Linked DNA regions of Mus musculus: regions 2, 3, 4, 5, 6 and 7 are each linked to region 1. Evidence: chromatin contacts called from public ChIA-PET, HiChIP or PLAC-seq and promoter capture Hi-C data. All regions are on one chromosome and are shown on one strand. Each heading gives the region's core, a stretch centred on a gene start, on an enhancer-like site or on the middle of the called end of the contact. The rest is flanking DNA. Distances are from core to core; before and after follow the strand shown. Region 1 holds the start of Tnks (tankyrase, TRF1-interacting ankyrin-related ADP-ribose polymerase). Region 2 holds the start of Dctn6 (dynactin 6). Region 3 holds the start of Cldn23 (claudin 23). Region 4 has its middle 6.9 kb from the start of Gm33638. Region 5 has its middle 13 kb from the start of Gm29243. Region 6 overlaps Saraf (store-operated calcium entry-associated regulatory factor). Region 7 has its middle 8.6 kb from the start of Gm29243.

Region 1 (2,941 bases), core at 307-2,806:
AGAGAACCCAGACTAATACACAGAGTGAGAAAACTTACAGGGAAAACTCTCACCAGACTATGAGAGTTTGTGCAGCCGATTGCCACGAACGCCAAGGAGCAGAGACAGGACAGATTTTTGAACTGCTCTTTTCAAAGTGTCTGTAATCTGAGAGGACAGGATTAACATTTTAGAGACTTGCTTTACCTGTTGTCTCTGCGCTAGCAAAGCAGAAGAAAGAAGTCAGTCATTCCAGAGTACGGCCACGTCTCTCATGTCATGTGGTCTGCTCAGTCTCCGAGATTCTCGTCTGGTGCTCCCCCTCCCCCACCCCGCTCCCCCATTGCTCATTCCTGTCCCTTCTTATTCTCTGTCTAGTTAGGTTTGCATACTCCCAATGCCAGTGAGTCTTGCATGCCTCTCAGAGCATCCTTAGTCAGATTTAACTCTGAAGAGACAAACCAAGCGGTGTGTCCTCCTGACCCACTAGCATAGTTGCGGCCATTTTGTTCCATGCTTGCCAGCTATTTCATATTGTTGCTGTAATATGCCTACCAGCCTTTGACATAGAAAAATAGTTTGACTCAGAGAAGGGTCATGCTGGTCACATCCCCTGTTATGTTCTGTATGTCCTGAGGTTTGTTAATCTTAAGGAATTCCACAAAGCTTTACATAGGGCCCATCAAATTAAAGGTCATTATGAACTGTTATGTCAAAAATGGCTTAAATCAGACCTGATCACCTGGCAGAACTTCCTGCACCTGAGAAAGATCTCATTGTCGTTTGTGTGTGTGTGTTTTCCTTTATAAGCTGACAGAAAAAGATAATGTAGTTCAGATAATTCTGAGCTATGTCCATGATCTAATCAGTATTAGGGTATAAATTCAATAATCCGACTCTCAGACCCCAACACTGAGCTATTGACAGTGTGTATGTGCATGGATTCCTTTCTCCGGTATTAAGTACAAATGCTCTTAGAGAATAAAGTTCCCTTATCCTTCCCTCCTGTCCCGTGTCAGAATGAGACGTAAGAGACAGTACAAAGAGACAGTAAGGTGGAGAGATATCTAACACTGCATTTAAAAATATTCCCAATGTGCTAATTATAATTATTCTTCAGAGCGTTTGTATGCATTAGCTCACTTCATTCCTGCAAACAACTTTGTGAGGTGGGTACTATTAATTCCATTTTCGGACGAGGACGTTTGGTAGATGTTTGCATAAGTTACACTTTAATAGCTTCTTCTGAAGGGAGACACCGCAGACTGACGGGTACCCGAGGGAAGACTGAAGCCGACCGAAGCAATCCCGCAGAAAGTGAAGGAAGGCAGAAGTTTCTCAGACAGGTAGTGGCTCACCACAACTTTCAAATCTGCCCAGCCAGCCCGCCAGGGCGTCACAAAAGCCCGTCGCTCCACTACTAAGCCACGCCCCCAGGCTGGTTGTTCTCTGAGCTTCCAATACTTCCCTTCTTCTCTCGGACTCCACCCACTTCGGCAGGAATCATTTCCGGGTATGTTGGATCCCGATTGGTCCAGAATCCGGAAGTGAGGGCGGGCGGTGGCGCCGTTGCCGCAGTGACAGTACGGGGGAGTGGGAAGATGGCGGCGTCGCGTCGCTCTCAGCATCATCACCACCATCATCAGCAACAGCTCCAGCCCGCCCCAGGGGCTTCGGCTCCGCCACCGCCACCTCCCCCGCCGCTCAGCCCGGGCTTGGCCCCGGGACCCACCCCTGCCTCGCCTACGGCCGGCGGCCTGGCGCCCTTCGCCTCCCCGCGGCACGGCCTGGCGCTGCCGGAGGGGGATGGCAGCCGGGACCCGCCCGACAGGCCGCGATCTCCCGACCCGGTGGACGGCGCCGTCTGCACCGTGGCTGCTCCGGCCGCGGTCCCGGCAGCTTCCGCCGCCGTCGGGGTCGCTCCCACCCCAGCCGGCGGCGGCGGCGGCGGCGGGAACAACTCCGCGTCGTCCGCTTCTTCCCCGACTTCGTCTTCGTCTTCCTCCCCGTCCTCCCCTGGCTCGAGCTTAGCGGAGAGTCCCGAGGCGGCCGGAGTTGGCTCCACGGCAACTTTGGGAGCCGGGGCGGCGGGCCTCGGCCCGGGGGTCCCAGCCGTGAGTGGGGCCCTGCGGGAGCTGCTCGAGGCCTGTCGGAATGGGGACGTGTCCCGGGTGAAGAGGTTGGTGGACGCCGCGAACGTGAATGCCAAGGACATGGCCGGCCGAAAGTCTTCTCCCCTGCACTTCGCAGCAGGTCTGTCTGGGACTTGAGAATTGTGGTTTACGGGGTTCGGAGCGGAGGGTGGGTGATTGGACCCAGGACAAAGAAGTTACAGGTTGTTAGCAGGACTTCACCCCGAGAGCTGAAGTTTTTAGTGCATGGGTGGTGGGGACTTGGAAGCGGGGACGAGGTGTGAATTCACCCCTCAGTGTTTGCAACCGTGGTACTTCAACTTATGCAAACTCTGTGTAGCGGTCAACCCTGGATGTGGGCATGCTTAAAACTTTTTCAGTTCAGAGTGTGCCTGCCTGGGACAAGTTGCATTTGAGTCGCTTTAGGGACAGCTTTGTCGTTCGTGAGACAGTTTTGTTTTTGTTTTTGTTTTCGGCACGGTTTTGTCCCCGGAGGACAGACAGTCCCGGGCCAAAAGAAGTGTACGGTAACTCAACAAGTGTTTTAAGAATCTCTCATATTCTTAAGATACACAACGCAAGACAATGGGGTTTGTGAAACGTCACGTTTTCTATGAAGTCGACTGTCTGTTTGGAGAGACTACAGCGGGCCAGTCGGAGACAGTAGTGATAAGGGTATTGTGTGCCTTATGATAAGGGGCAGAGAGAGACAGAGAGCGAGAGAGAGAGCGAGAGCGAGGGCGCAGCTTTGAGGTCCATTGTGTATTTACCTTGTCTCTCAGCTCATTTTCTTAGAGACAAAGATGAGAGGTTGTTTGAGCAAGGATCTA
Region 2 (2,792 bases), core at 228-2,727, 860 kb after region 1:
TCTGTGGGCTACAGACATATGAAGTGAAGAATCTTATCCTAAAGGCTTAGAACACAGTTTCAAAAGAATTGTGACAGGAAAGGCCCCCACAGGTTTAGGGAGATTGAGGAAGTAGATACAGGAAGCACTAGACAGGAAGACCAGAAAAGAACCTCCCCTGTCATACTGTATTTAAAACACTAACATGGAGGACCATAAAAGAAAAAAAAAAGTGTATTTAAAGTGCAAGAGAGCATCACCACACCACATCACCTGAACAGGTGTGTCCCTCTGAATGAAGGTAGGCTGTTCAGCTGAAACTTTAAACGTCTTGCAAGAGCTCACAATGATGTATTTCAAAGTCTGAAAGTACTCTGGTACTGCACCCACTAAACCTACGTGTTCTAGCTAAAGGAAAAATAAACACTTTCTACTGCAAAAACAGACTCAAAGCTGGGCAGTGGTGGCGCACGCCTTTGATCCCAGCACTCCGGAGGCAGAGACAGGTAGATTTCTGAGTTCGAGACCAGCCTGGTCTACAGAGTTAGTTCCAGGATAGCCAGGGCTATACAGAGAAACCCTGTCTCAAAAACCAAAAACAAACAAACAAACAAACAAACAAAACCAGACTCAAAGAACACATTACCACTAAGCCAGGTCTACAGAAGACCTGAAGGAATCTTTCAGATTGAAGAGAGAAACAAGTCCCTCTGAGAAATCATAAAAAAGAATAAACCACACTAGAAAAACTGTTAAAACAATACAACAACCACTATAAAAACCAGGAAAATGGCAGGAGCCATAACTCTGAGTAACCAAGGGTGACCTTGAATTTGTGATCCTTCCTGGGCTGGGTTTATGGGTGGGTTCTGCCATGGCCAGTTTCGTGTGACTCTCTGGAATGAACTCTGGACTTCATGCATGCTAAGCAAGCACTGTACCAACTGAGCCAACAGCCCCAACACACCCCCTTTAAGATATTTCTTGGTGTGACTAGAAATTGCTTAATTAAGAAACAGATTGTCCCGGATAACCAGGAGTGGGCCAGATTCAATCAGTTTAAAGGGTTCAGAGCAACACTGAAACTTCCCCCCTGAAAAGAAGAAATTCCACCTGTGGGTAGCAGCTTGGCCTTCCAAATGAAAAAGTCCCAGCTTGATCTACGGGTTTCGAACTTGCACAGCAGATCCCTAACTAATTCCTAACAAAACCCTCGTAATTCATATCTCCTGCTGGTTTTGCTTCTCAGAATGAATCCTTATTATGCCACCTGGGTCCTACGTAGCAGTAGTTGGGAGATGGAAAGACAGCTTGGTTTCTTCAAAGTTTAATAGCGTGAGATGACAAAGCCTCAGAAGAGCCAAGCACACACACATACACACGCATACGCGCGCACGCGCGCGCTTGTAAAGAGACGTTTAAAAACTGGATTTGATGTTCAAAAGAGATTTTGACAGGCTTAGGGAGGAAGTTAAACGTAGAGTGAACTTAACGATAAGGATCAGGGCTGATGGGGTTAGGATAGACTTGGTAAACACTGTCAAGTGGAAAAAACGACTTTCCAGGAGGCAGAAGCGAAGCAAGCCAAGCCAACCCCGAAAAGCAAACCATCCTCAGCACGCAAGCGCGAACCTGGAAAGCAGAAGGCGGGTCTCTCAGGCCCCGCCTCTCCCAGGCCGTGCCAGGCTCTGCAATCCCATGCAGAGATCATCGCTCTAGCCAGGCTGCAAAAATCGATCTCAGCTCTTCCTGAGACCCGGGCTTGACGATGGCGGAGAAGACGCAAAAGAGGTACGTGTTAACACCTCCGCAGGGGCAGAACCCGTTTCTGGTCGCGGCGTGGGGGCACTGAGACGGTGTATAGGTGGATGGCTCCATAATCCCATACCTGGCGTCCGTGGGGTGTGGGGGCGGAGAGGGTTTGTTCCGTGACCCCCACCCATCCCAGCACGCCTGCGCAGACTCCATTGGGGCTGCGTGGGGGACTCAGGGAGGCTGAGGGAGGTTGTGCGGGCGAGAAGGCTGCTCAGCGGTGGCTGCACCGTCGGCCCTGCCTCTGATCAGGAAGAGGGAGGCCTGGAAGAAGACACTGATGCTGTCATCCTTATGTCAGTGCCTGAGAGCCCAGGGCCGGCAACTATGGCTTTTCCTGTCACAGTCTTCACCAGTGAGAGCCGTTGGTGGAAAGAGACCGCATGGATAACAGAAAAGCATAGGGATTCATTTGCCGTTGCCTCCTTTGTCCTGGGATTAATGTCTTGAGATATACATATACATATACAGCTGTATGTATATGCATGTATCGGTGTTAAGGTGTGTGCGTGTGAATGTTGTCTCTCAAGCCAGAAGAGGGCGTGGATCGCCCCGGAAGCAAGCATTCAGTTATCACAGGACAAAGATCTAGAGAGACAGGGTGTTTCTGGGCAACTTTCGGCTCAGAATCGAGAATACTGGTGTCAGAACAGTGACGCCCCAGGAATAAACTTTGCTCTAAGAACTTTGTGGTATGCATTATCATTTGATGGTCTGTAGAAATTCTAGGGTTAGTGTCCTGATGAGTTCTAACTGTCAGCTTGAAACAACTTAGAGTCATCTGGGAAGAGGGAACCTCAATTGAAGGATCGTCCATGTCGGGGTGAGTGTCTTGATCTGTGATTGAGATGGGAAGGCCCATCCCACTGTGGGCAGAGCCATCTCCAGTCGGGTAGGCCTGGGCCATTTAAGAAAGCTACTTAGCAAGTGGGCCAGTAAGCAGTCATAGTTCCTGCCCTGAGCTCCCTGGGCATGGTGAGCAGGAAGTGTAAGGCGAATAA
Region 3 (3,079 bases), core at 117-2,616, 860 kb before region 1:
ATATGTTCTAAATATGTAAAGGTATTTAAGGAGAATGTGAACAGCTCATACCTAGACCAACAGGAATGTTAAGATGAGTTTGACAGGCAGTGCCAAAGTAGGTGGTATTCAATGAGCAAAACATATTACGTTATTGTGGGTAATTATACGCTCATTATAAAAACCTTTTAAAAAAGAAACCTAAGCACGTGGATTGTAAACATTGTATTCTGTCAAATTGGCTAATTAAAGGCTGCACACTAAACCAGTGACATCAGGGATCACTGGCTCCTGCCTTTGCCGATGCAGATTTTCAAGCTGTCGTTTTTAACCAATCAAGGTGAATATCGTGCTCCTTCTAATTATATTTCATTGGTTACAAATTTGCCCTTTTCCATGAAAATAAAAAAAGCTAATTGACATTCTTTGGATAATAACCAATTATATTCCATCCTCGCAGAACCTCTGGGTTTCTCCAATACATCATAGGCCCGCCAAGTTCTGAACGGGAAAATCGAGTCAGCCTCTTATCCACTTGAAAAAAAAACGGTTTGTTATTAATTTTTAAATGTATTCACTTTACATCCCAAACAGCTCCCCTTCTCCTCCCAGTACCCCCATTTAGTTCCTTCCCTCATTCTCCTCTGAGAAGGGTGCCACCCCCACCCCCCAACACACACACATAAGTCACTGCAGGACTTTACAAGACTGAAGAGAAAACTCTTTCGCAACTCTTCAACCCAGAAATACTCTCCCTTTCATATGAGTTAAACTTCAGGCAGAGCGTGGAGACTTTATTAAGCAAGTCTAGCAAAGTTTCCATAATGCAACTGTTTGGATACACCCTGAGCCTGGAAACCGTGGTGCACACAGGTCCCGTGCATCCTGAGCGCACCACTGTGCCCTACGTGGCTGCAGATGGCAGCGCAAAACTTTCGAGGGATGCTGGTCACCAGCTGGGAGTGAAAAGAGACTTGTGTTGGCAGGGCCCACGGGCAGAGTTGGGGAGAATTGGAGGCAGTGTAGGGACGCTTTGCTTTCTGACCGGACCTGAGAAGGAAAGGGAAGAGGGGAAGGTGTAGCTAGGCGACAGGTGAGACGACACTAGCGGCCCGCCCCCTTTGTCCCGCCTACAAGCGCGCAGGCAGTGCGAGAGAGCGAGGGCGGGGCGACCTTTGCTCGAGCCCTAAACCATCCGGGCGGGCTGGGAGGAGTGGCCGGGCTAGGAGGAGCGGCTGGGCTAGGGTGGGGTGTCCGGGTCCTCAGAGTCCGAGGTCGCCTCCTTGCCAAGTGGCCCTGGCGCTCCCGCCCCTCCCACCCGGTAGGGTTTGGCCTTGGGGGCCGCACCTGGGCGCGCGGTTTCGGTCTGACCGGACTCGGAGCTGGTTTCGATTAGGGACAGCGGCTGGGCGAGAGGGCGGAGCGGTTGGGACGCGAGAGAGGAGGGGACTTGGTGTGAGAGGCTCAGTGGGGACAGTTCCGCGCGAGAGACAAAGAGCGCCCAGAGAGCGCAGCGAGCATCGCTGCTACCCAGCCCGGCAACCTCGCAGATTCGAGGACAGGGTGCGCAGCGGAGCAGCCACAGCTGCTAGGGACCCAAGAGGCTACGCAGGATGCGGACGCCGGTGGTGATGACGCTGGGCATGGTGCTCACGCCCTGCGGGTTGCTGCTTAATCTTGTCAGTACACTGGCCCCGGGCTGGCGGCTGGTGAAGGGCTTTCTGGACCAGCCAGTGGACGTGGTGCTGTACCAGGGGCTGTGGGACATATGTCGCGAGCAGAGCAGTCGCGAACGCGAGTGCGGCCAGCCCGACGAGTGGAACTACTTCCAGACCCAGCCTGTGCAGGTGGCCCGGGGACTCATGATCACGTCACTGGCCACTACCGCCCTAGGGCTGCTGCTGGCTTCCCTCGGTGTGCGCTGTTGGCAAGATGAGCCCCACTACGGGCTAGCGGGCCTCTCTGGCGTGGTGTTTTTCGTCGCTGGCCTCTTCAGCCTCATCCCGGTCTCCTGGTATAACCACTTCTTGTCAGATCCCGACGTCCTGGCCGCCCCGAGCTCGCCGGTCACGGTGCAGGTCAGCTACAGCCTGGTGCTGGGCTACCTAGGCAGCTGCCTGCTGCTTCTGGGCGGCTTCTCTCTGGCGCTCAGCTTTGCGCCCTGGTGTGAAGAGCGTTGTCGCCGCTGTCGCAAGGCGCCCCCAGCAGGCCCGCGCCGCAGCAGCATCAGCACCGTCTACGTGGACTGGCCGGAACCAGCGCTCACACCTGCCATCAAGTACTACAGCGACGGACAGCATCGGCCTCCTCCCACCGCAGAGCACAGGGACACCAGCAAGCTCAAGGTTGGATTCCCGATGCCACGACCGCCACCCAAGTCCTACACCAACCCGATGGATGTGCTTGAGGGAGAAGAAAAGAAGACAGCCACCTCCCAAGGTGGTTCCTCCTCTCGCAGCACTCGGCCCTGCCAAAATTCGCTGCCCTGTGACTCCGACCTGTAGACAGGGTTCACCTGAGCTCTGCCTGGAGTCTGAGGGTGACTTGAACTTCTGCCAGTACATCTGCAACTAGAACCCTGGTCGCCTTCCTCTAACTGGAGGGCAAGCCTTCCTTTTCTAGGGCCAAACTCCTCTCCAAATACTAGGTTGGGTTCATTTATCTTTTAAGGAGTTTTACTTTTCTCTCCAGAGGGACCAGGTCTTCTTATGCAGTGACAAGAGTGCGTAGTGTTTTCTTTGCATACTGTTCATCGCAGTAGCAACAAAATTGCAATCAGCCAACAGGCTTTAAAACGTCCCTGAACGTACAGTATTCTAAGTTACCGTGAGCCTTCACAAACATCATTCTCGAGGTTTTTTGCTTTTCTCCCTGCTTCAGTCTCCAGAGAACATAAATGGCCAAAAATGTTAAGTCTGGCTATATTTGAAGGTTATGACATAAAGCCAGCAGCTTTAATGGCTTTTATGAAGTGAAGTGACTTGTTTAACTCCTATTTATATTTCTCTGTGCATATATAGTATTTATCTTTTCTAATCACTTGTTTCTGTGTAGGAGGTTGAGCTTGTCTTCCAAAAGCCAAGGCGATGCTACACTGTCC
Region 4 (2,832 bases), core at 156-2,655, 790 kb after region 1:
CCCATAACACCCCCCTATCCACTCCTCCTAGGAGTCTACACACCTCCTCCCCACAAATACCCCCTATCCCCCCCCCCACTTCCTCCAGGAACCGGCAGAGTCTCTCCCACACACCCCACGCCCTCTCAATGTGTGCCTATCCCCCTTCACAACCATTGAGTGCTATAAGTGCTGCCTGCCAGGATGCTGGCTGGTCTTGTTGACTTGATCATGTCCCCGTAACCATAGTTATCATGAGTTCAAAAGTACAATAGCTGTGTGCACCCCTACAGCAGCGTTTCACATCCCTCCTCCCCATCCTCTGGCTCAGACAGACTTTCTGCCCCTTCTTCCTGAGGTTCCATGAGCTTTGGAGAAGTGATTGATGCCCCATTTAGCACTGAGCACTTAGTGTGAGCCACCTGGTGACCAAGCTGGGGAGACATGGGAAGGCTTGTGCTGCAGCGTAGCATGACCTGACCTAACTCATGCAAGTTGTCTGTCAGAGGACACAGGACTGAAGTGACCGGGGACAGCTTAGACAGTAACAGAAGAGTTGAGAAAGACTCCAAATACACATATATTTTGATATTTGGGAAAGAGTCAGATCCCATATGACTGAAAGTGTAAAACTAGGGATTAGGGAGATGGCTCAGTCAATAAAGTGTTTATCTCACAGCATGAAAACCTGAGTCTAGGGGGCTGGAAAGATGGCTCAGTGGTTAAGAGCACTGACTGCTCTTCTGAAGGTCCTGAGTTCAAATCCCAGGAACCACATGGTGGCTCACAATCATCCATAATAGGATCTAATGCTGTCTTCTGGTGCATCTGAAGACAGCTACAGTGTATTTACATATAATAAATAAATAAATCTTAAGAAAGGAAGAAAGAAAGAAAGAAAGAAAGAAAGAAAGAGAGAGAGAGAAAGAAAGAACTTAAGTCTAGATCCCCAGACCTGCATAAAAGTCAAACGCAAGTGTACCCACCTTCAGTCCCAGTGCTGGGGAGGCAAAGGCAGGAGGAGCCCTGGACTTTACTGGCCAGCTTACCTAGCCAAATACTTAAGTCCCAGATTCAGTAAGAGAACCTGCCTCAAAAATTAAAGTGGAAATCGATTGACGATAGCTCTCAGTGTCAACATGTGGCCTAAAGAAAGCGGGCACACACCACAAACACACATCATTTATAGCAGATGTTACCCCTATTACCATGTCAGAGAACTTTTTGTATAAAAAGTAACTTTAGAAGAAATAACTTATCGCTCATAACAGTCTGCAAAAAAATTATCTACCTAGAAAGTCTACAACAGCATAACCTGATGTACATTAACAGTTTAAGATAGAAATAAATAAATGTAGTTAAAGGGATTACACTGTCCTGCAGTAGGAAGTACTACTTTGCAAAATGGACCATTGCTGCCCTCTAGTGGCACAAGAAAAACATGAGCTTAGAAACCAGGATAGCCAATGCCTCAAAGAAATACACGTTTTCAAATGTGGGTTTTCTTTCTACCATGAGTTGCTTTATCACAACTTTTTCTTCTTAAGACATATTATTTTTCTTTTATGTGTATGAGTGTTTTACTTGCATGCATGACTGTGTACCATATGCATGTCTGATGCCCACAGGAGTCAGAAGATGTTATTGGATCTCCTGAAACTGGAGTTGCAGATTGTTGTAAGACACCATATAGGTGTTGGGAACTGAACCTGGGTCTTCTGCAAGAACAGAAAGTGCCCTTAACCGCTGAGCCATCTCTCTAGCACTCCAATTTTCGATAGGTGATATTATGAACAACTGTATAACATGGAAACCAGGCACTGCCCTACCCATTGATTAATGTATGACAATCACTATAGCTATAAAAGCGAGTAGTGAAGTCTGAATGTATGTGTGTGTGTGACTCAGTACTGAAACAAATGCTTGCCACAGGCAAGACCCTGGGTTCAGGTCCCAGCAACATCAAGAAAGAAAAAAAAAAGGAAGACAGACAGACAGACAGTTATTAGCAGTGATATCAACAACCTAAATCTCTCCTGTGTTCATAACAAGCACACACACAGACTCACAGTCACACAAACTGCACACACACATTCTCTCTCTCTCTCTCTCTCTCTCTCTCTCTCTCTCTCTCTCTCTCTCTCCCTTCTTCCCTCCTTCCCTCTCTCCCTCTTTCTCAGTCTACAATCCAGGATCTAGCCTTCAGCTACCGTTCCAGCACCATGTGTGCTGCCCTGCTCTGCATCAGCTCCTGCCTCCCGGTTCCTGCCCTGCTTGAGCTCCGGTCCTAGCTTCTTCCAATGATAAACGGTGCTGCGGAAGTATACACTAAATAAGCCCTTTCTCCGCTGAGTTGCTTTTGGTGATGTAACCCTAACCATGACACCATCCTCCCCTTCCTCTTGTAAAAGGTGCCTCAACATCCCAAAGGCAGCATTCGTGAACCCAAACGGTTTCTGAGAAACGTAGGTGCATTTCCTTCTGTTAGCCTGTTGGATATCCTAGAGAACCCCCTTCCTCCCTCTTGGGCAACCTTTGATCTCTACAGACTGTAAGCAAGGGTGTTCCTGAAGCCACTTATTAAAGCCCTGTTATGGGCTCCCCCCAAAGCAATGGCTGCCTATTCACCCTAGATTTATTCCCTGAAGAGCATGGAGGCTGTCTTACTGAGACAAAGATGGACTTCATCGTGACTCAGTTACCCACCCATGCAGAAAGTTGGAAGACTGTGTCCAGGTGGCAGGTCTTCCGACAGTCACGTCCTGAGTCCACATTTCGGCATGGATCTCAATATTCTACAAACCCAAGCAGCACATACACTGAAGATATAAACTGCACTCATCTGGCCAGGCA
Region 5 (3,160 bases), core at 530-3,029, 740 kb after region 1:
GCAATGGGTTAATTAGCATAGGGCTGGAAGTTCATCTCTAGCTTAGGTAAGCAAATTCAATTTTCCCTACAATTTATGGCTTAAGGAAAGGACTACAGAGCCCTACAACAAAGGCATTTTTCAGTGTTATTGGTTAGTTGCAGTTAAACTATTACTTTCCCAGGAACTATAATTTCTTAAATGTGTAGTTAGGGAATGGGATGAGTTAGCCTTTTCTGCTGGTTCTCGTACATCAGCAAGCCTGACAGGGAACTGCGGTGGTCATGAGATAAACCACCACAGGTGTTTTTGTGAGTTCACATATACAGCACTTCAGGGTGCTTCTTGCTGTTATAGGCAACCAGAGCTCAATCCCAGGACCCATGGGAACTGTAACCCCAGGAGGTCTGACACTGGACACCCACACGCAGGAGGCACACACTCACACAAACACATATCCATACACAGGAATAAAAATAAATCCTTTAAAGGACCTTGACCTTGCCAGGCTAGTGTGGAAGGCTAATCTGCTGTCCATTGCACTGTGGGAAAGCCATCCCTTCTCTGTTGAAATCACTGAGGTATAATGTAAATGGGTCTGTACTTAAATGTTCAAAGGACCTTACCGTAACAAGACAGATCCTCTCAAGACCTCCCATCTCTTGAGATATATAGGTTAGTGTCATTGTAGCTAAAGCTGATTCAAAGTTCAGGGTTAGGTTTCTTTGAACATCTATAATAAGCATCAATAGCACCAGTTGGCTTGGCGACATAGAAGCAGGGGAGATTATACAAGGTCCTATCCCTAGAGGAAGAGCTACTGGCAACTAGTGACTGCTAAGAGAGAATCATTCTTCCTTGGGATGAACCCCCAATTAGCTATTCATTACCAACTGGTCAGCCCTAAACACACACGCACACACACACACACACACACACACACACACACACACACACACACGAACAACACTAAACATACTCAGTATTTTTGCATATGTGTATGTGTGTGTCTGTATGTATATGATACTAATAATTAAAGGAAAAGAGGCCATTAATTTGAGAGGGGAGTGGGGATACATAGTACCAGGTGAAAGAAGAAAAGGGAGAGGAGAAACTGTGTAAATACAATACACATATGAAACTTTAAAATAATACTTAGAGGATAAATTTTTATTTAAAAATATGACCTATGCTGTTTTCAGTAATTATTTTACATGCACACACACTTATTTTAGAGAAATGTCCCCAGAAACAAATAATACTATAAAAAATGCAGCATTCAACAGCATTAAACTGTTAACCATTTATTACTTTATAATTAAAAAAATGATGCTCAGTAAGTTGAATACCACCTAAGGTTGGGGCCAGTGAGCTGGCTGAGTGGGGAATGGCTTCCTCTATCAATCCAGAGCCCATGAAGTCCGTCCATCAGGATCCATATTGTAGAAAGAGAGCCCTCTACCTATATGACATGGCCCATGTTTGTGGAAACGTACACACAGAGAGAAAAATAACATTAAGTGGTTCTAATTAAATGTAAGGTCTTTTTTTTTTTAACATAAACAGCTGGTTCTTGACAATGAGATGGAAACACACAATGCCCTACCCACTGACCACAGCTCCCCATGGAAGACCAACCTACGTTAATTCACAGGAAAAAGATCCTTGAGAAGTTGGCCCCACAGACTCAGTGGACTCCGCCCTGCTTGGAACAATGGTGAGTTCATAGCTGTCTGCCTTTGCTTCCTCTGTACTAAATATAACCCAAGCGTCACAGACCTGGTGGCCAGCAAGTGCTGCAAGTGCTGCCTGTGATGTCATATAGTCTCTTCACCAACATGACCTAAAGAGACAGGAGTCAGGGCTGCTGGCTTTAGGCATGTGAAGTACAAATACTGAGGCCCAAACTATAGGCCTCATCAAGTAGAATAAATGTGAAAATGCCTACACACCAGCCAGGTGGGATGGTACACACCAGCAGAAAGACCCTGTCCCACATTTTTTTAAAAGGCACAGTGGCCTACACCTTTAATTTCAGCACTGAAAAAGCAGAAGCAGGTGGAACTCTGAGAGTTCAAGGCCAGCTTATTCTACATAGTTTCAGGACAGCGAGAGCTACATAAGGGAGAGAGAGAAAAACAGAGAGAGAGAGGAGAGAGAGAGAGAGAGAGAGAGACCCTGTCTTGGGGGCAGGAAGCAGTCAAAGCCAGCAACAGGGCTGAGTGGTTAAAGACTCCTGCGACCAAGCCTTATGGCCTGAATTTGATCTCATGAATCCACATGGTGGAAAGAACAGAGTCCTATAAATTGTTCTGTGACCTGCAAAAAACTCATGATCTCTCTCTCTCTGTCTCTCTCTGTGTCTCTCTCTGTGTTTCTCTGTCTCTCTCTCTGTCTCTCTCTGTCTCTCTCACACACACACACATATACACACACAGAGAGAGAGAGAGAGGGAGAGGGAGAGGGAGGGAGGCTAGGAAATATGTACCACTACCACGCCCCAATAAAATAAATAAAATGTAATACAAATATTTTAGAAAAACAAGTGCCTTATTCTGTAAATAAATAAAAATCCTACATACAGAATTAAAGAGGTTCCTTCTTCCATGGAATGTGAGGGAAGACTGAGGCTCAGAAAATGATTATATGAGCTACTCATTAGAACATTTAGGAAGGAGCCAAACACGTGATACTGTTGGCCTTTTGCCATCAAAAGCATATAACATGGCCGACTGAAACTTCTCAAGACACCATCTCAAAAGCCATGTGTCTTTACCTGGGCAGGAGACTCCTTGCTTAGCTGTTTCTGTTGCTAGCCTTTCCATATTGGTAGCTGGATTAGTTACTGTTTCTTCATTGTGGTGACCAAATACCTGCCATGAAGCAACTTAAGGAAGAAAGGTTTGCTTGGGCCTCCCGTAGGAAGAGATACAATCCATTCTGGTAATGGGATCGTAGGTGCCTGGTTACATTGTATCCACAGGCAGGAAGCAGAGAGCCGTGGAGGCTGGTGGTTGATTTACTCTCTCCTTTTCTTTCAGACCTGGATCCACGTAATGGTGATGCCCACCTATAGGGCTAGTCTCACCAGTTCAACTAAACCAACCTAGACACTCCCTCCTAGACTTTCCCAGAAGTTTATTTCCTTGGTAACGCTAGAGCTTGTCAAGTTGGGAATCAA
Region 6 (2,777 bases), core at 149-2,648, 800 kb after region 1:
GACATACTGGTCTTCAGAGGACTCGTAGCCTTCACAGCTCACCACAGTTTTGCCAAATTTGTATGCAATATCCAAGTCGGTCTTACATTCCCACTGTGAAAGAGAGAGCGTCAACGTCAGAGACTAGGTCTACTGGGTGCTTCTTAGACTGCTGGCGGGCGGGTACACGAGCACTCACTCTGTCGCTTTTCCTTATTCCCCAGATGGCACATTGCACATCCTTCTGTACGTGTTGTAGGGGTCGGGGGAGGTAATTGTTTTTGTTTTGTTTTGTTTTTAGAGTCAAGGTTTCTCTGTGTAGCCCTGGCTGTCCTGGACTTACTTTGTAGACAAGGCTGGCCTTGAACTCACAGAGATTAAAGGTCTGCACCAACACAGCCAGCAGATGTAGTAATCTGAATAGATTTGGCCCCTATAGACTCATGAATTTGAATGCCTGGCCCATAGTGAGTGGCACTAGTAGGAGGTTTGGCCTTGTTAGAGGAAGTGTGTCACTGTGGGGGTGGACTTTGAGGTCTCCTATGCTCAAGCTATGCCCAGTGTGGCACACAGACTCTGCTGCCTACAGATAAAGATGTAGAGCTCTCAGCTCCTCCCACACCAAGTCTGCCTATATCCTGCCGTGCATCCCACCATAATACTGACTAAACCACTGAAACTGTAAGCCAGCCCCAAATTAGATGTTTTCCTTTATAAGAGTTGCCATGGTTATGGTGTCTCTTTACAGCAACTAAGACAACACATGTCAGTTATTCCACAATTTATAAAACAAAGGCAAATCTTCAAACTATCACCTGATTGCCACTGTTGTCATAGGTACATCCTGTACAGCTAGATGGTTTAGATGTTAATCATTAAAGAATCAGTATCAGGGAAGAACCCCCTAACTGGTTATCTAATACCACCTGGTCAGTTCTAAGAATACACATGCTTGCAAAAGTGAAGGGACTCAGCACATTGTATTTAAATATTAATTATGTATATTGTATATTATTGTATATATACAGTAATAACAACTAAAGGGGAAAAGGCCGTGAATTCAAGGGGAGTGTGTGAGAGGACTTAGAAAAAGGAACGGGAAATGATGTGAACACAGTGAAATGGTTGTTAAACAAGCGTCAGATAAATAAGAGCTAATGATTTCTGCAAAGCAAAACTTCCCATGCACGTTTTCTAAAAGCATGGACTGACTTTACAGGGGCTAATCCCACATAATCTTCTTTAACTTTTTTAAAACAATATTTATAAAACTCCAAAAAGAGTCCATGATGCTTACATTTTACAGGGGGTGGGGGGGTGGGGGGAGAAGAGACCTAGAGAAAACAGGGTTTCAGCCAGAGATGACTGCCCAAAGGCTCAAGTCCAAGGCCAGCTGAGGCTGCACACCATGTTTCAGGCCAGCCAGGGAACACAGAAATATCTCTCATCAAAACAACAAAACTCAGACTGGAGTGTAAGGCAGGCAGGGGCTGAGCATGTACAACATCCATGTACAACAGCACCATCAAAAACTAAGTAGACAGATAAGATGTTTTCCTCCCAAGGTTTAGAGGTACAAGCCAGGCCAGTGTAACCGGTTCTGTTGGTTGTGTTTTGTTCAAATTCTCTTTCAAGTTCAGGTGCACTGTTTTACTGTTTATAATAAATAGCTAGGCTGAGGTGTAATTCGACAATCCCCAAAGAAACCTCAGCCCGTGCACAGCTGCCACTTCCCCTTCCTGGCCCCCACCCTGTCTGCTTTACCTCCCCCTACTTAGCCATTTCCTGTGAGGAGACTCCAAGGAGTCTGTAACTGCTGTCTTCCTTCAGCAGAGCATTTTCAAAGCCCACCCGTGTTACAGTATCAAGCAGCACCTTGTCCTTCCTAATGACTTAAACAACACTCTACCTTAGGAATGGACTACACTGTATGACTCATTCCCAAAGGACATTCCAGCTGTCTCTAGGTTTTAGCTATTTGAATATTCCTGCAAATATCTTTATAGATTTGGGGAAGAAATGTGTCTTTAGTTCTCTTGAATACATAGGAGTATATGTATGTATAGGAGAGGCATAATTAGGGCATCTTTCTTTTTGTTTTCTCTCTCTCTCTTCCTCCCTCCCTCCCTCTCTCTCCCTCTCCTCTCTCTCCCCCCTCTCTCCCCTCTCTCTCCCCTCTCTTTTCTTTTCTCTCTCTCTCCCTCTCTCTCCCTCTCCTCTCTCTCCCCTCTCTCTCTCCCTCTCTCTCCCCTTTCTCCCCTCTCTCTCCCTCTCTCCCCTCTTTTCTCTCTCTCTCCCTCTCTCTCCCTCTCCTCTCTCTCCCCTCTCTCTCTCCCTCTCTCTCCTCTCTCTCCCCCTCTCTCTCCCTCTCTTCTCTTCCCTCTCCTCTCCCCTCCCCTCCCCTCCCCTCCCCTCCCCTCCCCTCTCTCTCTCTCTCTCTCTCTCTCTCTCTCTCTCTCGCTCATTTTGGAGGCTTTTAAGACAGGATCTCACTATGAACCTCTGGCTGTCCTGGAACTCACTCTGTAGACCAGGCTGGCCTCCAACTCAGAAATCCACCTGCCTCAGCCTCCTGAGCACTGGGATTAAAGGCGTGGGCCACCAAACCCAGCTTTGGGGCATCTTTCTTGATGATTTCTTTCAAGCCCAAATGTTTTTTATTTACATAATATGCTATTTTTCTTTTTGTTGCTGTATGCCTCTAATCCCAAGACTTGGGAAGAAGCCGCAAGGAAATCACTATGAGTTTGAGGTCAGCCTGGTCCACACAGCCAGTTCCAGGCCACCAGGCCTACAGA
Region 7 (2,822 bases), core at 157-2,656, 760 kb after region 1:
CAATCAGATGTGAGACATGCAAATGAGGTATGATAATGAGGTTCTGTAAGGTACTGAGAGAGAGTAACCAATCAGATGTGAGACATGCAAATGAGGTATGATAATGAGGCTCTGTGAGGTACTGAGAGAGAGTAGCCAATCAGATGAGGAACATGCAAATGAGGCGTAGTGCATAACCAATCCAGGTGTGAGACACGCCTCTCCTAGGCCTATAAAAGCAGCACCAGTTCTGGGCTCAGGGTTTCTTCGCCTCTGCAATCAAGCTCTCCCAATAAACGTGTGCAGAAGGATCCTGTTGCAGCGTCTTCTTGCTGGTCAAGTCCTGCGTGCACAAGACCTAAATACCCCCACGTTGATTTGTCCATGACTGAAAAGCAACTAAACTTGGAAGAACAACAAGCAGTTTCAGGGGCACACAGGGAAGGTTTTGATTGACACAAGAGATCACCGGAAGGCATCTAATTTCTTGTCCTCTTTATAAGTCTGGGTTAGCCTGTTTACCACCTTTGCCAGGGTCAGCAAAGCCCCTCCCTGTTTCCCTTTTGTTTACTGGCCTTTGCTCAGGGAGGTGACCACACTACCAGCTCCCACCCAAGACCCTTCAATCTGTGGATAAAAGACACACACAGTTTATTCCTCCACAGTTTGTCTTCTTGACACAATTGCTGGGCTCAGATATCTCTCACCTAGAAAAGCATGCCCTTAGCAATTTATTATCTCCATCTTTCCACCTGCCCTAAACTTAGTGGCTAGTCCCATCTAGCCCCTGCCAAACATCCTTGTCCACCCGCTTATAGCAGAGGCTGCAGGCCCTAGCTGCCCCCTCCCTGAGACCTTACATGGTTCTTGTGTTCTTCGTCCTCCAAAGCATGGTAGAAAAGCCCCTCTCTGTGTCCCTGCCTTTTCCTCCTGGAACCCAGAAGTTCTGCCTGTACCTTCTACCCAGCAATTGGTCCTGGCCTCCTTTATTGACAAATCAAGAACCAATTGGAGAACAGAACTTTAGCATAAGCACCACCCCCTTCATTAGCCTCCAGGGCTTGTTCCAGAAACGGAATTCCCAAGTCCAACCTACAGCCCTGGCTTTGGAAGAACCACCAGTGAAACTCAGTGATTACTCTTCGACCACAGACACCAACCTACACCCTCTTGCCAGTCCTTCTTGGTAGGAAAGAGCAGGGTCAGACATTTTACCAACTTCTTCATTTTACAAGGAGAGAGGGAGAGACTCAAAACCACAGGCACTGAGGAGCCCCCACATACCACCACACCACCCAAGACAAAACTACCGACGCGGCTAAAGTGCGAGCAAGGCAGAATTTGCCCTGACATACAGAAACAGCAGCCCCGGTGATGCTTAGATGGATCTGGGCAGTCAGGAAGGTGGGCTGGCCTCACGAGCTCAGTGCCAGAGGAGGAAGGAGGCTCTTTCCGCTGACTCACTCCCCTGAATACTGCAGCTGTTCTTGTCTCTACCCCACGGCACACCTACCATTTTTCTGGTTTGGGTTCCAACCTTAGCAACTTGCTCCAGTAGATACTAGCACCACCTGCCCACTCAGCAAACCTGCACCCAAAGGACAACATCCGTGCAGCATTCTCTGCACCGCCTTTTGCTGAAGCCAGGATGTCTGCAAAAGCAGAAATGAGGCGCTGCCGCGAGCGGGCTTCTGGCAATACCGTCACCTACTAAGCCTGAGTTTGCACTGGTTTCATCAAGCCCCAGCTCCAGCCCAGTGACAGAGCCCTCAGGAAACAGGTGGCAGGTGCCCCACACTCAGAGCAGAGGAGACAAGCTCTCCTTGTAGGTTTCTTGGCACCTCCAACAAGGCCACACCTCCCAATACTTGCAAATAGTGCTACTCCCTGGTGACCAAGCATTCAAATCTATAGTGTGTGGGGGCCACTCTTATGCAAATCACCATACCCTGCAAGATCTCAAAGCCCACAAAGTGAAGACAGAGGCCCAGGCAGGAAAAGCTTGCCAAGGAAGGCATCCTGGCTGGACAGTGGGTTCCTCTGAGAAGCCAGTCTCTGGCGCAAGCCGTGGCTTGTCCCAGTGTAGCATCTCTTCACATAGTTCTCCACACACACAAGTCTGCATGTTTGTTGTATGGATTTGTTGGCTTGGTTCGCTTGAGTGTTTGTGCTGAAAGGACTATTCAATGGCAAGCAACTGTGTTCCACCCATACACATGCCCTGCCCCGATACCAGCTCAACCATGATGCAGCCCCTGGATAACCAACCTTTAATCACTGGAGCTTTCTGTGTGGAGAGAGTCATGAGGTGGACCTGGAGCCACCTAGAATCTAACGTGAGAGACAAGTCCGGCCACCTGATTTCATCCCGGGGGTGGGGGGTGGGGGGGGGGTCACACGGTAGAAAGAGAAAACTAACTCCCCATGGCAGGCATTTACCCGCATGCAGTATGCAAGTAACTAATAAATGAGTGCAATTTTAATTTTTTAAGTAGAGCAGGCAACTATAGGTAATATATGTACATTGCTTTACGTAGCTCCGTGACACAAGAGATATTTTTTTAATCCTTTATTTTTTTAGTCAAATTAAATCCTGTGAGACCTTCCTATCCAAATGTGATTTAAAAGTTCACTTGGGAGCTGGAGAGATGGCTCAGCGGTTAAGAACACTGACTGCTCTTCCAGAGGTCCTGAGTTCAATTCCCAGCAACCACATGGTGGCTCACAACCATCTGTAATGGGATCCGATGCCCTCTTCTGGCATGTCTGAGGACAGCTACAGTGTACTTGTATACATAAAATAAATAAGTCTTAAAAAAAAAAAGTCACTTGGGGAAAAGAAG

What was found. Promoter capture Hi-C pulls out the DNA fragments that hold promoters and counts their contacts. ChIA-PET counts read pairs in DNA pulled down with a chosen protein or histone mark. HiChIP or PLAC-seq counts read pairs in DNA pulled down with a chosen protein or histone mark.
Region 2: a promoter capture Hi-C map of hematopoietic stem and progenitor cells shows a contact between it and region 1, with 2.8 times the contacts expected there. The contact joins the promoter of Dctn6 here to the promoter of Tnks in region 1. A contact is called at or near these places in 5 of 39 promoter capture datasets (the C10 cell line, cranial neural crest, embryonic stem cells and 2 more), 4 of 484 Hi-C or Micro-C datasets (B cells, CD8 T cells, memory CD8 T cells and 1 more), 7 of 115 datasets of contacts at active chromatin or transcription factors (astrocytes, bone marrow-derived macrophages, embryonic stem cells and 3 more) and 2 of 9 other capture datasets (adipose tissue and macrophages).
Region 3: a contact with region 1 is called in a promoter capture Hi-C map of the 3T3-L1 cell line, with 2.5 times the contacts expected there. The contact joins the promoter of Cldn23 here to the promoter of Tnks in region 1. A contact is called at or near these places in 1 of 39 promoter capture datasets (the 3T3-L1 cell line) and 1 of 115 datasets of contacts at active chromatin or transcription factors (pro-B cells).
Region 4: a contact with region 1 is called in an H3K4me3 HiChIP or PLAC-seq map of bone marrow-derived macrophages, with 4 times the contacts expected there. The contact joins the enhancer-like site here to the promoter of Tnks in region 1. A contact is called at or near these places in 6 of 39 promoter capture datasets (the 3T3-L1 cell line, cranial neural crest, embryonic stem cells and 3 more), 7 of 484 Hi-C or Micro-C datasets (CD4 T cells, DN3 thymocytes, the G1E-ER4 cell line and 4 more), 8 of 115 datasets of contacts at active chromatin or transcription factors (the NIH/3T3 cell line, acute myeloid leukemia, bone marrow-derived macrophages and 5 more) and 1 of 9 other capture datasets (embryonic stem cells).
Region 5: a contact with region 1 is called in an H3K4me3 HiChIP or PLAC-seq map of bone marrow-derived macrophages, with 3 times the contacts expected there. The contact joins the enhancer-like site here to the promoter of Tnks in region 1. A contact is called at or near these places in 7 of 39 promoter capture datasets (the 3T3-L1 cell line, the C10 cell line, cranial neural crest and 4 more), 1 of 484 Hi-C or Micro-C datasets (CD8 T cells), 13 of 115 datasets of contacts at active chromatin or transcription factors (acute myeloid leukemia, bone marrow-derived macrophages, double positive thymocytes and 10 more) and 3 of 9 other capture datasets (adipose tissue, embryonic stem cells and macrophages).
Region 6: a contact with region 1 is called in an RNA polymerase II ChIA-PET map of memory CD8 T cells, with 6 times the contacts expected there. The contact joins the enhancer-like site here to the promoter of Tnks in region 1. A contact is called at or near these places in 2 of 39 promoter capture datasets (embryonic stem cells and hippocampal neurons), 14 of 484 Hi-C or Micro-C datasets (the Ba/F3 cell line, CD4 T cells, CD8 T cells and 10 more), 12 of 115 datasets of contacts at active chromatin or transcription factors (the 230-238 cell line, acute myeloid leukemia, bone marrow-derived macrophages and 8 more) and 4 of 9 other capture datasets (adipose tissue, embryonic stem cells, liver and 1 more).
Region 7: a contact with region 1 is called in a promoter capture Hi-C map of neutrophils, with 2.7 times the contacts expected there. The contact joins the enhancer-like site here to the promoter of Tnks in region 1. A contact is called at or near these places in 6 of 39 promoter capture datasets (the C10 cell line, cranial neural crest, embryonic stem cells and 3 more), 1 of 484 Hi-C or Micro-C datasets (CD8 T cells), 17 of 115 datasets of contacts at active chromatin or transcription factors (acute myeloid leukemia, bone marrow-derived macrophages, craniofacial prominence and 12 more) and 3 of 9 other capture datasets (adipose tissue, embryonic stem cells and macrophages).

The regions. Positions count from the first base shown.
Region 1 is chr8:34,964,305-34,967,245 of GRCm38.p6, reverse strand. It overlaps Tnks (tankyrase, TRF1-interacting ankyrin-related ADP-ribose polymerase), which reads left to right and starts at 1,556. Exons shown (of 27, transcript NM_175091.3): 1 at 1,556-2,232. The coding sequence starts at 1,581.
Region 2 is chr8:34,107,397-34,110,188 of GRCm38.p6, reverse strand. Dctn6 (dynactin 6) reads left to right here and starts at 1,477. Exons shown (of 7, transcript NM_011722.4): 1 at 1,477-1,770. The coding sequence starts at 1,748. It also overlaps a transcript of Mboat4 not described here.
Region 3 is chr8:35,824,846-35,827,924 of GRCm38.p6, reverse strand. It overlaps Cldn23 (claudin 23), which reads left to right and starts at 1,366. Exons shown (of 1, transcript NM_027998.4): 1 at 1,366-3,079. The coding sequence starts at 1,593. The coding sequence ends at 2,483.
Region 4 is chr8:34,178,649-34,181,480 of GRCm38.p6, reverse strand. No RefSeq gene overlaps it. Among named protein-coding and RNA genes, the nearest start is that of Gm33638, 6.9 kb to the right of the region's middle. Within about 2 kb of position 1,405, at least 2 of the 459 cell types and tissues checked have an H3K27ac peak or open chromatin away from gene starts, as enhancers often do. A contact at or near this core is called in bone marrow-derived macrophages, where this site is marked.
Region 5 is chr8:34,228,245-34,231,404 of GRCm38.p6, reverse strand. No RefSeq gene overlaps it. Among named protein-coding and RNA genes, the nearest start is that of Gm29243, 13 kb to the right of the region's middle. Within about 2 kb of position 1,779, at least 16 of the 459 cell types and tissues checked have an H3K27ac peak or open chromatin away from gene starts, as enhancers often do. A contact at or near this core is called in CD8 T cells, bone marrow-derived macrophages and memory CD8 T cells, where this site is marked.
Region 6 is chr8:34,162,457-34,165,233 of GRCm38.p6, reverse strand. It overlaps Saraf (store-operated calcium entry-associated regulatory factor), which reads right to left. Exons shown (of 6, transcript NM_026432.4): 3 at 1-93. Among named protein-coding and RNA genes, the nearest start is that of Mir6395, 2.9 kb to the left of the region's middle. Within about 2 kb of position 1,398, at least 67 of the 459 cell types and tissues checked have an H3K27ac peak or open chromatin away from gene starts, as enhancers often do. A contact at or near this core is called in CD8 T cells, the HPC-7 cell line, Th1 cells and 4 more, where this site is marked.
Region 7 is chr8:34,206,850-34,209,671 of GRCm38.p6, reverse strand. No RefSeq gene overlaps it. Among named protein-coding and RNA genes, the nearest start is that of Gm29243, 8.6 kb to the left of the region's middle. Within about 2 kb of position 1,406, at least 70 of the 459 cell types and tissues checked have an H3K27ac peak or open chromatin away from gene starts, as enhancers often do. A contact at or near this core is called in CD8 T cells, acute myeloid leukemia, bone marrow-derived macrophages and 3 more, where this site is marked.